Linked DNA regions of Ovis aries: region 2 is linked to region 1. Evidence: chromatin contacts called from public Hi-C data. All regions are on one chromosome and are shown on one strand. Each heading gives the region's core, a stretch centred on a gene start, on an enhancer-like site or on the middle of the called end of the contact. The rest is flanking DNA. Distances are from core to core; before and after follow the strand shown. Region 1 has its middle 34 kb from the start of BTNL2. Region 2 holds the start of BTNL2 (butyrophilin like 2).

Region 1 (6,347 bases), core at 1,455-3,954:
TATTCTTGCCTGGAGGATCCCGATGGATGGAGGAGCCTGCTGGGCTACAGTCCATGGGGTCACAAAGAATCAGACATGACTGAGCAACTAAGCACAGCACAGCACTCCCTAATTCTTTAGATTTGCCATAAAATCTTCAGGGAAACTTTCCCTTTTTCTTGCATAATTCATATAATAAAGAGAACAACTGAATGAAAAATTATTTCAACACTATTGTTTCTAAGTTTTCTCAAATACCTGAAGGGATGGGATGCAAGGCTGGAGATGCAAGACTCCTTCATCGGAAGGGAGTTGAGAAGAAACAGAATATAGATATGACGGCTTGCGTATGTCACTGTCCTAGAGAGGGCAAGTATTCAGGAACTGTTTGTTGTAGGTTGGAGTCACAATCTCTAAGGGGACATGGTCTGGACATAGAGACTAAAGTACTCTTTCTTCTCCCACACCCCAATAGCTCACCACCCAAGGTGTGCATACACTGGGTCTCCCTGGCCCAAGCCAAGAGAGGGCTCAGCCCCATCATCACTAACAGAGCGGCCATCCAGGAGCCTCTGGAGAAATACAGACATACCATGCTGGAGAACAGGAAAGGAAAGGGTGAGGAGAGCATGTGAGTGTCATCCAGTGAGGACAAGAACCCTCTCCCCACCTGTATCCCAAGTAACACCAATCAAGAAACTCATTTCTTTGTTCCTGGATTGGATGATCTCAGTGTTGGACCAAATCAGCATCAGTGATCTATGACATCATCAGTTGCTGGTCATAAATTCAGTATGGAAGTCCTTCTCTGACACTTAGACTTTTCTCAACCTGCCCTGTTTTGGTGTCTGCAGGGCAGGAATAGAGATGCGGATGTAAAGAACAGACACCATCAGTCCTCTGTGATGACCTAGATGAATAGGATGAGGGGCATGGTGGTGGGAGGGTGGGCCATGAGAGAGGGAATATATGTATAAATATAGCTGATTCACTTCACTGTACAGCAGAAACTAACAAAATATTGTAAAGCAATTATACTCCAATAAAAAAGGGGGGAGGGTACTTCCCTTGTGGTCCAGTGGCTAAGACTCCACGCTTCCAATACAAGGGGCCCAGGTTTGATCCCTGGTTAGCGAACTAGATCCCACGTGCTACAACTTAGAGTTCCCACACTACAAATGAAAGAACTCACAGGCAAGGATCAAAGATCCTGCGTGCCACAACTAAGACCCAGGGCAGCTAAATAAATACACATCTTTTTTTAAAGATTGTTCTTAATTTAGTGTTTTAAATGTTTGATCTGGTTGTATCCGACACATTTTATCTGGGCCTGTATGGAGAGCCAGCTGTGCTCCTTGTTTGAGCCTAAAAAGCATTCATCTCTCTTGCTTGAAGATACAGACATTTCGCCAAAAGTACGTGTAAGTGTGTTTAGGAGCGGAAGTGCTAGAGAGCAGATGGTTGCAATTTAGAAGAACTTTAATCTGATCCTTTTTACACTTGTCGATTTGGGGAAAGTACAACTGACATGAAGGTACCTTTCTCAATACTGAAAAACGCTATGATTCTGTGGACGCTTTAAGGAACACCATCCCCCGGTAACTGGTGATGTTACAGAATTACAGCCACTGATTAGAGCATAATCTGTACTTCCTGACCGGAAGCGATGTTTCTCGTAAACTAAAGGAAATGGAAATTTAGTCAGTAACTTAACTCGAATGAAAAAACCTCCCAGGTTTGTCTCCTGATACCGTCCAAGTTTAGTGGCACCCCCAAAATATTCAGAGAAAAAGAGGTTTAGGATAGGTGATCTGTGTGGAATGGAGGATCTTGAAGGTATCTTGTAGCATTTAATCTAAGAATATGCTAAGGCCAACTGTCCTGATCAAAGCTTGCAAGAGGCTGAAAGATCAATAAAAGTCAAAGTCAGCTGTTGGTGCACTTTTGCTTTAGAAGAATTAATAGAGAAGAGAAACACCATGTTAGTCGCTCAACCATGTCCTACTCTATAGTCCCACCACATGGACTGTAGCCCACCAGGCTCCTCTGTTCATGGAATTCCCCAGGCAAGATTACTGGAGTGGGTAGCCATTCCCTTCTCCAGGGGATCTTCCTGACCCAGGGATCAAACCCATGTCTCCTGCATTGCAGGTAGATTCTTTACCATCTGAGCCACCAGGGAAGCCTGTTAATGTTTTATATAAAAACAAAAAACAAAAATGTGTTCAATTACTTATTCCTGGCTCCCATTAGGATTTTTCTTATTTTATTGGGAATGCATCCTTTTATTATTCACCTTCTCTTGCTTTATATCAAGAAAATATACAAGAATATGTTGCTAATTAGTAAATAGAATCCTATGAAAAAACTATCAGTTATCTATCCTTTGATGTAGTCATCTAATAATCCATGAGGTTGCATAGAGTCAGACAAAACCGAGAAATTAACGCTTTAGCTTTACACAGCAGAAGTTGAACAGGACTGCTTCTCCCTCAGCTTTTAGAGCGGAAAACCCCTCGACTCTGGCCTTCCATCCCCTATCCTCTTCCTCCCCTCTCCATAGCAACAGGTCCTGTGACTCAGGAGATCCCCACGCTCCATTCAGAAGTGCCCAGGTGACATTACTAGCGACACTGGCAGCAGCGAGGCACCAATGACCCAGGAGGTTCAGACGCCCAACACTTCTGAAAGAGGCAGTGAAATTGCCAAATCTCAGATACAACTGGAGGTAGGGCAGGTAAAAGAAACCAGACAGCTGCGATATAGCGCCACCTACTGGAATACATAGGAAGAACTCTAATTTCTAAAGGGAGAATCATTAGAATTAAGGTTTTAAATTTTTGTCGAAGTTTTACCTAAGGAAGAAAGGTGTTATTTCAGATGCACCAGTAAAGGAACAACCCATCAACCACCATGAAGCACCACTGTTACATGGAATCACAAAGAGAAAATGACAGTTCTCTAGGAACCAAACGTAAAGTCGTGCACTATTGTGATCTTATAAGAGTATTCAAAATAGCAAGCTACAAAGAAACCCAGAAAGGCAGTTCAGTGAGCTCAGGAATAAAATGAATGAGCAGAAGGAATATTTACAAAAGAGGTAGAAACTCTTAAAAAAAAAGAGATAAACCAAAATTCTAGAGCTGAAGAAATCTATAAATTAGGTGAAGAATGCATTAGAAGCATTGGAAGTAGAGCGGAGCACATGGAAGAGAGAGTTAGTGAGTTTAAAGAGAGAAATCTAGAAATGATACAAGTAGAAGAGGAAAGAGAATCAAGATCTAAAAACAAACGAGGAAATTCTATAAGAACTGACTCTTTTGCGAAGGAAAAATTAGGATAATGGGTATCACAGAAAAAGAAAAGAGGGAGAAGAAAGTAGAGAGTTTGCTCAAAGAAATAGTAGCTGAGAAATTCCTAAACTTGGGAAAGGAACTGGATATGCAGGTCCACAAAGCTAAGAACAAACCTAATTATCTCCATGCAAAATCACCTCTCCAAGACCCATTATATTAAGCCTCCCAAAAATTAATGACAAAGAGAGAATTTTAAAGGAGTCCAAGGAAAAAGGATGGTATATGCCAAAGTGAAAGTGAAGTCGCTCTGTCGTGTCTGACTCTTTGCGACCCCATGGAGTGTAGCCTAACCAGGCTCCTCCCTCCATGGGATTCTCCAGGCAAGAGTACTGGAGTGGGGTGCCATTTCCTTCTCCAAAGGAACCCTCATTAGACTCTCAGCAGAGTTCTCAGCAGATACTCCGCAGAAAGGTGAAATGACAAACTCAAAATTCTGAAAGGTAAAAACTGTCAGTCAAGAATAGTCTAATCAGCAACATTATCATCCGAGTAAGAAGGAGAAATAAAGGCCTTCCCAGACAAACAAAAGCTGAAGGGGGCCATCAACGTAATACTTATAAGAAATGTTAAAAGTGCCCTTCCACCTGAGACAAAAAAGCAAAAGTACACAAAACCTTAAGGAAGTGATATATTGACAGACAGAATCAGACAACTGCAACTCTCTATCACAGCAGATGTTTAAACAGTTATAGTATGAAGGGGAAATGGAGAAAAAGAGCAGTAAAAATAGCTATCGCTGCCTCAATTTGGTAACAAGTTCACAACGTGGAAAGGGACATTGTGAGATAACAGAAACCCAAGAGAGGATGAGGAGAAGGATGGAACCTGCATGGACAAATGGAGACACGATGATGCCAGCAGAAAAAGGACTCTTTTATCTGTAAGACATTTTATACAAACCTCATGGTAACCATATGATGTAAGTCTAGGGCAGAGATATGAAACAAAAAAGAGGAAACTGAGAAAAGCGTTATGCAAAACCAACAAGCTAACACGGCAGACAGAAGCACAAGGGAAAGGAAGGATAGTGCAGCCAGAAAAGAGAGAACGCTGGCCCTGTGCTCAGCCGCCCAGCCGTGCCCGGCTGTGCGGCCCCACGGACTGGAGCCCACCAGGCTCCTCTGTCAAAGGGATTCTCCAGGAAAGAATACTGGAGTGCATTACCATTTTCCATTTCTCAATAATCACACTAAATGTCAATGATAGGAATTCGCCAAACACACGTGATGGTTGGATGGAGTAACAAACAAGACCCAATGATGGGTACAAGATCCTCTAGGAGATGCACCTCAGCTCTGAGGACAAACATAGGCTCAAAGTGCAGGGACGGAAGGTGATGCTCAATGTCAGCCAGAAGACAGTGAGTGGTGTAGCCTCATTCATATCAGATAAAATAGACTTCATGTCAGAAAGATGGCAAGAGACAAAGATGGACATTTCAGAATGGTAAGGGGAACAGTTCACTAGGAAGACACAACAGTTAATGATACATATGCACCTATCATTGTTGCTATTAGTCACTAAGTCGCATCTGACTCTTTTGTGACCCCATGGTTTGTAGCCCACCAGGCTCCTCTGTCCACGGGCTTTCCCAGGCAAGAGTACTGAAGTTGGCTCCATTTCCTTCTCCAGGGAATCTTCCCGACCCAGGGACTGAACCCACGTCTTCTGCATTGGCAACTGGATTCTTTACCACTGAGCCACCAGGGAAGCCCACACAATAACACAGAAGTACCGAAATGCACAAACCAAATATTAAGCTATCTAAAGGAAGGGATGGGCAGAATACAATAACGGTAGGGGACTTTAACACCCCACTTATATCAATGGATAGATCATCTAGATCAAAAGTCAACAAAGAAACAGTGGCTTTAAATGAAATATTAGGCTAGATGTAAAGACATTCCATCCAAATGCAGTAGAATACACATTCTTCTAAGTGCACATGGAAAATTTTCAAGAATAGACCATATGTTGAGACCAAAAAAAGTCTCAATAAATTTAAGAATATTCAAATTATAGCAAATATGGGGCTTTCCAGGTGACACTAGTGGTAAAGAACTCCCCTGCCAATTCAGAAGAGGTAAGAGACACTGGTTCTATCCCTGGGTCAGGAAGATTCCCTGGAGGAAAGCATGGCAACCCACTCCAGGATTCTTGCCTGGAGAACCCCATAGACAGAGGAGCCTGGAGAGCTATACAGTCCATAGTGGGGCAGAGTCAGACATGACTGAAGTGACTTAACGATGGTATGAAAATAGAAATCAATTACCAGAAGAAACCTAGAGAAGTCACCAATATGCAGAGACTGAACAACATGCTAAGAATAGCAGATAGGTTATGAAGAAACCAAAGAAGAAATTTTAAAAGTACCTAAAAATAAATGAAAATTTTAAAATGAAACACCAAAATCTTTGGATGCAGTTAAAGAAATACTGAGGGACACTTATAATAATACAGGCCTAACTCAAGAAACAAGAAAAATCTCAACTAAACCATCTAACATTACACTTAAAGGAACTAGAAAAAGCACTTCCCTGGTGGTCCAGTGGCTAAGACTCTGTGCTCCCAATCCAGGAGGCCAAGGTTCAGTTCTTGGTCATAGAACTAGATCCCACATGCCACAACTAAGACCCTGTGCAGTCAAATAAATATATTCTTTTATTTTTTTAAAAAAAAGGAACTAGAAAAAAGAGTAAATGAATCCCAAAGACAGTAGGAAGCAAATACTAAAGATCTGAGTGGAAATAAATGAAATAGAGACTAAAAAGGCAGTAGAAAGGATTAATGAAACTGAGATCTGGTTCACTGAAAAGATAAATTAAGACTGACAAATTTTTTTTATTTTGGTAATTGACAAATCTTTAGCTAGACTTACTAAGAAAAAAGAGAAAAGGATTTTATAAATAAAATCCAAAATGAAGGAAGAGAAATGACATCAGATACCACAGAAATACAAAGGATTATAACAGAATACTATGAACACTGTATGCCAACAAATTGGACAACCTC
Region 2 (7,089 bases), core at 3,103-5,602, 33 kb before region 1:
CAAATCAAAGGGAAGCATAGCATTACCACACGGCCAAAACCCGGGAAGAAAAAGAATCAGTGACAAAGTGAGATCCTACAGAGGCATCATTTAAAGGGGAGGAAGAATATGGTGATTTCCATAGTCCATGCCACAAAAATAGAGTAACTGTAACACTGCAGTTGGTCCCAAAGACTCTCGTTCAGATTCGGCTTTCTTAACAAAAAAATCTCCCCTTCTTACAGATTTTCCTCCAGAAGTCAGTATAAAAATTAAAAAGCAGCGGAACTTCTGCATCATGGTGCTTAAAATACCCAAACATTTAGGAATGGGAGCTGAGATAAATCCTAGTTCTGAGGGTCCCACAGTCCAAGCTGAAGGGCTTCTTGTGTTGTTAGAGCCATCCCTGTCTTAGAATCCAAAGAGTGTCTGACAAACCAACTCCTCAAAAGTGTTTACATTTTAAAATGTACCTTTATATTTAAATTTTTACTTCAAAATTTACCTCTGTGAAAAAGTCACAGAAGTGTAAAAGCAATCACAAATTGCCATCCGTGGTTTTTGAAAGTGATAAAGTCATATGCAGTTGATTCTGCTGCGGGTTTTAGCTTGTAGTGCTAAAACTCATGGGAAGAGTTACTGAAGCTTATACAAACTGACTAGCAAACGAGCGTGGATGACGCAGTCCGGGAATTAAAAGGACCACAGGATGCATGTTAATACTTGTAGACTCTTCCCAGGATCCCAGAGAATGCACTCACAGAGGTAGCCAGGCATCTCAAACTGAAAACAGGAGAATCTTCTGAATGTTTTCCGGGGGGTCGGGGTCGGGGGGGGGGGAGGTTAAAGAAAAGCACGCTAACCGAGCGAGCTTCCTGCCTCTGCACCCTTGTACTGCCACACTTCTTTCTTTCACATGTTGCTGTTGTTCAGTCATTAAGTTGCATCTGACTTTTTGTGACCCCCATGGACTGCAGCACACCAGGTTTCCCCTGTCCTTCACTATCTCCCGGAGTTTGCTGAAATTCGTATCCACTGAGTCGATGATGCTACCTAACCATCTCATCCTCTGCCACCGCCTTCTCCTTTTGCCTTCAGTCTTTCCCAGCATCAGGGTTTTTCCTGATGAGTCGAATCTACGCATCAAGTGGCCGAAGTATTAGAGCTTCATCTTGAGCATCAGTCCTTGAAACACTGGGTTCTCCTAGCCTTCACCCAGGCTACTGCAGTTCCGCAAGTGACCAGTAGATGGCATGTTTGTCCAAGAACATGCACCGTGTTTTCAGGGGCTTTCCCAGGTGGCTGATCAGTAGGTAAAAATCGCCTGCAATGCAGGAGACGGTGACAAACGCGGGTTGCATCCCTGGGTCGGGAAGATCCTGTGGGGGCAGGAAATGGCAACCTACCCCGGTATTTTTGCCTGAAGAATACCATGGACCCAGGAGCCTGGTGGGCTCCAGTCCGTAGCGTTGCAAAGAGTCGTACAGGACTGAAAGGACTGAGCATGCGTGAAGCCTTCGGCGTGAGGTGGGAAAGGCTAACAGCTGGTCCTAAAATGTCCCAGATCTTACCTTCCAATCTCTTCCTTTCATAAATTGCACCACATGGGAGCAGAGCCAGGAAAATTGCGGCTGCAGAACCTGCTTCAGTCTTCTGGGGCTCTAGAATTCCTTAACTGGACCACCCTGGAGGTGTGGGTGGGATGGGAACGGAAGAGGAGCGAGAGACTGAAGGCGAAGGGAGAGAAAAAAGGAAAGATTCCTTGAGAGAGAGGCTGCTTCCTTTCTCACATTCATTTTTACCATGTTTCATTACCAAGCACTGTTAAAGCAATGGACGTGAGTTTGGGTAAATTCCAGGAGTTGGTGATGGACAGGGAGGTCTGGCATGCTGCAGTCCATGGGGTCGCAAAGAGTCGGACACGAATGAGCAACTGAACTGAACTATTGAAGAAGCAATGCTGAAAAAATTATAAATCCAGTTCTCAAGGCCATTTGCAGCTTTAAAAGAAGAGAACATAGGCACTAAATTGTGATAGTCCAGTGTATGGGGGAACTAGGAAAATCTTTATGGAGAAAATGCTTCATGAAATAAAACTGATGGAATGATTCATACTTCACTGAGTGCTGTGAGCCATCAGTGCTGGAGTTGGTGGAGGCGGAGCATCTAATAGGCACATGGAGCTTTCAATATCAGGGAAATATCTACTTGTGGGCACATATGAGAATAAAGAGTATCCTAGATATTGGCAGAGAAGGAAACCTACACCCTGAAGGCCATGAAAATGATTTAAACTGGAATAGGGACACAACTGGTGACTAGTTCCACGATCATGTCCAAGATATTTAATTGACTATATCTGACTGTAATTTAACATAAAGTTTGGATATGCAAAGCTATCTTTCAAGTGTTCTTCAATTTTAAAAATCAATCGGGCTTTATTTTTTAAAATAATATTACTTTACAAATTAATATGAGCAAAGCAGATTCACATCATTTCAGACTTTTTATTTTGATTTTATGTTCAGCATGGATTTATTTGCATCAGTTTTTATTTTTACTTATTTTTGGCCATGCCACATGGCATGCAGGATCTTAGTTCCCCAACCAGGGATCAAACCTGGTTTGATGCTGAAGTATAAGTATGGAGTCTTAACCACTGGACCGCTAGGGAAGTCCTAATTTCAGACTCTTTTTGACAAATAATGAACATTGCAACCTGGGAAGCATTTTATACACCTTCATAGAAAATCCTAAGAAAGTTATTAAAATGTCTAGAATGTGTGAGTTTAGTGATCGCAATATAAAAAGAAAAAACAATTGTGATTTGCTATGCTAGCAGATGAACACTGCATGCTGCTGCTGCTGCTGCTGCTAAGTCGCTTTAGTCGTGTCCGACTCTTAGCGACCCCATGGTCTGCAGCCTACAAGGCTCCTCCATCCATGGGATTTTCCAGGCAAGAGTACTGGAGTGGGGTGCCATTTCTGATAGCAATAAAAGCCTAGAATAGTTACGTGTTTAACCATAATATATATGATGTCTCACCAGGGAAAACTACAAAGTTCTGATACCAGTTCAGTTCAGTTCAGTCGCTCAGTCATGTCTGACTCTTTGCGATCCCATGAACCGCAGCACGCCAGGCCTCCCTGTCCATCACCAACTCCCAGAGTCCACCTGAACCCATGTCCATTGAGTTGGTGATGTCATCCAACCATCTCATCCTCTGTCGTCCGTTTCTCCTCTTGCCCTCAATCTTTCCCAGCATCAGGGTCTTTTCCAATGAGTCAGCTCTTCGCATCAGGTGCCCAAAGGATTGGAGTTTCAGCTTCAACATCAGTCCTTCCAATGAACACCCAGGACTGATCTCCTTTAGGATGGACTGGTTGGATCTCTTTGCAGTCCAAGGGACTCTCAAGAGTCTTCTCCAACACCACAGTTCAAAAGCATCAATTCTTCGGCACTCAGCTTTCTTTATAGTCCAACTCTCACATCCATACACGACCACTGGAGAAAACATAGCCTAGACTAGACGGACCTTTGTTGACAAAGCAATGTCTCTGCTTTTCAATATGCTGTCTAGGTTGGTCATAACTTTCCTTCCAAGGAGTAAGCGTCTTCTAATTTCATGGCTGCAGTCACCATCTGCAGTGATTTTGAAGCCCATCTGATACCAGAGACTAGTGAAATCTCAAATACATGGAGAGATAGAAGATGCTTGGTTTCAGATAAACGGGGTGTGGTTGAAACTCCAGTTCTCTTCAACACAATCCTCATCAATGTTCCCAGCGGGTTTGCTTTGCAGAAATAGACAACTGTAAAATTTATAATGTGCAAGAAAACCAAAGTGGCAAAGGCAAGAAGAAACATTCTACAGACACATCTAAATTATATGTAAATATGAGAAGTCATTCAACCTCCTCAGTACTAATCAGAGGAATGCAAACAAAAACAGCCTGAAAAAATAATAAAAATGTCAAAACATAGCAGTCATAAGCAAGGGTGTGGAACAACGTTTCTGCCAATATACAATTGATAGGACAATTGATACAGTCATTTCAGAGTCAAAATTACATAGTAACATTGAAAATATGTACATGCATTACAACTCTGCATTCTACTCTTAAACACACACCTAAAGAAACTGCTGCAAGTTCATACCAACATTATTCATAAGAGCAAAACATTCGCTAACCATTGAATGGATAAATACCTTTATATATCTTCATATACATTATAGCTAAATTCACAAACATATGTGACCTTTTTGGCCCTCACCTAGATTTTCAGAGTGAGGCGTATTCAGCGCTGTCTTTCTCTTGCTGGCTGCCATGTAGGACGTTACAGTCACTCTCGTGTTGTAACCAGTCACTTCCTGACAGTGTTCTGTGCTGACCAGGCCCTGTGAGCAGCACGATAACCATCATCCCCTGGTGGAGGTGACCAGCTCTCGGAAGAACCCAGCAGTCCCACAGTCCTCACTTCTTGCCTAAATAAAATCAACTTGAAATTAATTTCTGGTCCATGATGACTGGTGTGTAGCTGACATAGTCAGAAGATATAAAAGCAGGAAACATCACCAAGGAGGAGCATGTCCATGTGGGAAGAACACTGTCTACAGCTGCTCAGATGGCTAGATTTTTTTTTCCCAGATAAATAAAGTGTGAGAAACCATTCTGATCCTTTTATCATGAAGATATAGCTACCTCAGCAGAGGAGAAGAGGGAGGGGAAATCCAGGAATGGTTGGTGCAATTAGGCAGCTCTCCATGGAAAGCTGTGTGTTTGGCTCCAGGGTCCAGTGACATTATTTGTTCTGGGAACTAATTTCAGCTTCTGCCTTTCAGCTGTAGCTTCTGTTGCTCCAGTTACTGGTGCCTGCAAATCCCAGGCCAAAAGTCCCTTATTCTTGGGCCCCTCTGCTTGTCCCCCTGCCATCCCCACCAGCCCCCGCCGCCTCATGATTACTTTCAGCAGCTTCACTGCACTGCGTGGTGTGGCTGTACTTTATTTTTTCCACCTGTCACTTGTAATGGACACCTGGACTGTTTCCTGGACTGTGTCTTTCCTATTGCATGTAATTTGAAATAAATAGACTCACATGTCCCTTGGGCAGTTTTCCCTAGGGAAGAATAAAACTGGTATGACGGAGGAGCAATAAATCTAAATAAAGAAGAAGAATGGCAAAAAAAAAAAATGTTGTCAGGAAAGTACCAAAGCCCCCCTGCAGCCCTGGCCTGTACCTTAGGGCATCAGAGCCAATCTGAGAGACAGGTTTTATAGGTTTATGGACCCTGACTTCTGCACCAAACTTGCTCCAACTTTCCAAAGCCATCACCTTGAGGCCTGCTGAGCACATAGGCAGATTATTAAGGGTGAGAGATGCCTCCAGAGCTTGAATATGATCCAAAGAACCAGGCCTCTCTCTCAGAGCAACTCACAACGATGTATGTTTCACAAAACAGACCTTTCATAAAAGAAAAAAAGAAAAGCGTATCTCTAGGGCCCCCACCTTTTCTCCAGGATCTTTTGTGCTGTGTACTGGACCTCTGGTGAGACCATTCTTGTGATTTCAGATAAGGGGTCTGTACAGGCTGAGTGGGTATGGGGGTCATTGGCAGCCATACTTCTCCCCTCCACCCTTATCTCCCTGCCCGGCACTGCACAGCCTTTCCTGCTTGAAACGGTATCCTTCCACCTTCTCTGAGTGGGAACCAGTACAAAGCAGAAGCTCCGGTTCCTTGTGCAGTGTGATTAAGGGTCAGATCATCGCTCTTGGCTCTTCCTCTTGGCCTCCAGACAAGGCTACAAGGCTAAGCACACGCAAGCACGGGTCTCTGGCTGCTGACCACTGTCAGCAGTTCCGTTGCTGCTTCCCCCAGGGCTAAACAGCCCACGCTGCAGCTGAATATGCTGTGTTATTTCCCCACATGTGACATCAGTGTCACAGAAGCTCGACAGAAGTTCTACCCAGGTGCAGCGAGGGTGCCGCTGAAACCAGCGGGATGAGGGGACACGTGGGGACAACGTCATCCAGTGCCTGGTGGTTTAATGATGCGGAGTGAGTGCACCAGTGCATGACCATGCATGGCCCAGTGCAAGTAGATATGGGTGGAACATGCTTCCACCGGTCATGCAGGGTCACTGTGGGGACCCACCCCAAGGGTGATCAAAGCTCCTACCCAAGACTAGGTTTTCCAGATCGTGGACTTTACGCACCTAAAGCTTTGATGATGCTGACCGTTATCTCACTTTTTCATAGGAGACTTCCAGTTGACTGTATTCCCCAACACTTTTCCCAGAATCCCAGGGATACTGCAGAGTCCAGGTGCCATCAATCCATGTGAGGGATGGAGGGCCCTTTGCCTATTCTTCCTATGCGGGTTCTAGAAAGCGAGCTAAGGAAAGTCTCAGCTCTGTACTAGGGAGGAGGCTGTGGTGATGTTACATTTCCTGGACACTGAGCATCAGGACAATGCCAGACAGGGTAACTCCAGAAGAAGAGGTGCTTTCCTCTGCTGTGAGTGTTTTCTGAGTAGATAGAAATGTGTTGGCTGCAATATGTTAAAAACATAAGGCATCCATTAGGTAGGAGAAAAGCAATTCACGAAGAGAAGTGGTAGAATTTCTTGACTTCAAAAGCAGTATTGATAGACAGCAAGAGTGACTTTATGCCAAAAAAGAAAAGATATATATGCCTAAAGAATAGAAATAGCATCTTTAGGATATTCAAAGATTCCAAAATTTTTTTTTTAATTTCATAGTGTTATCACGTGATGTAGGTTAAGAGAAATCACAAAGAAATACAAATATTAAATGTCACATGAAAGTTAAGCCCACTGGTTATTAAACTTAACCATGAACATGTAGGGGAGCTATCTGCCCCAAACTTTCTGCTACTTTGATAAATCCCAGAGTGGTGTTGATAAGGAGACTCTTTTAGGGCTGTGGTCTTACTATATAAAAGTGGGGGAGAGTGATCAAAACCAGATGGGACATTAATAACTCCTTTATCTGTGTAAATGTAGCAGCAGACACTTATTAGATAATAACACTCTAATAACACTGATAATGTCTCATATATGCATATATGTGTAAAAAATGAATAAAATG

Evidence for each region. Hi-C and Micro-C count contacts between places; a contact is called where the count stands out from the background.
Region 2: a Hi-C map of liver shows a contact between it and region 1, with 1.9 times the contacts expected there. The contact joins the promoter of BTNL2 here to the enhancer-like site in region 1. A contact is called at or near these places in 4 of 16 Hi-C or Micro-C datasets (blood and liver).

The regions. Positions count from the first base shown.
Region 1 is chr20:25,433,853-25,440,199 of ARS-UI_Ramb_v3.0, reverse strand. No RefSeq gene overlaps it. Among named protein-coding and RNA genes, the nearest start is that of BTNL2, 34 kb to the left of the region's middle. Within about 2 kb of position 2,704, at least 5 of the 54 cell types and tissues checked have an H3K27ac peak or open chromatin away from gene starts, as enhancers often do. A contact at or near this core is called in liver, where this site is marked.
Region 2 is chr20:25,468,038-25,475,126 of ARS-UI_Ramb_v3.0, reverse strand. It overlaps BTNL2 (butyrophilin like 2), which reads right to left and starts at 4,352. Exons shown (of 9, transcript XM_027958971.3): 1 at 4,256-4,352. The coding sequence starts at 4,310.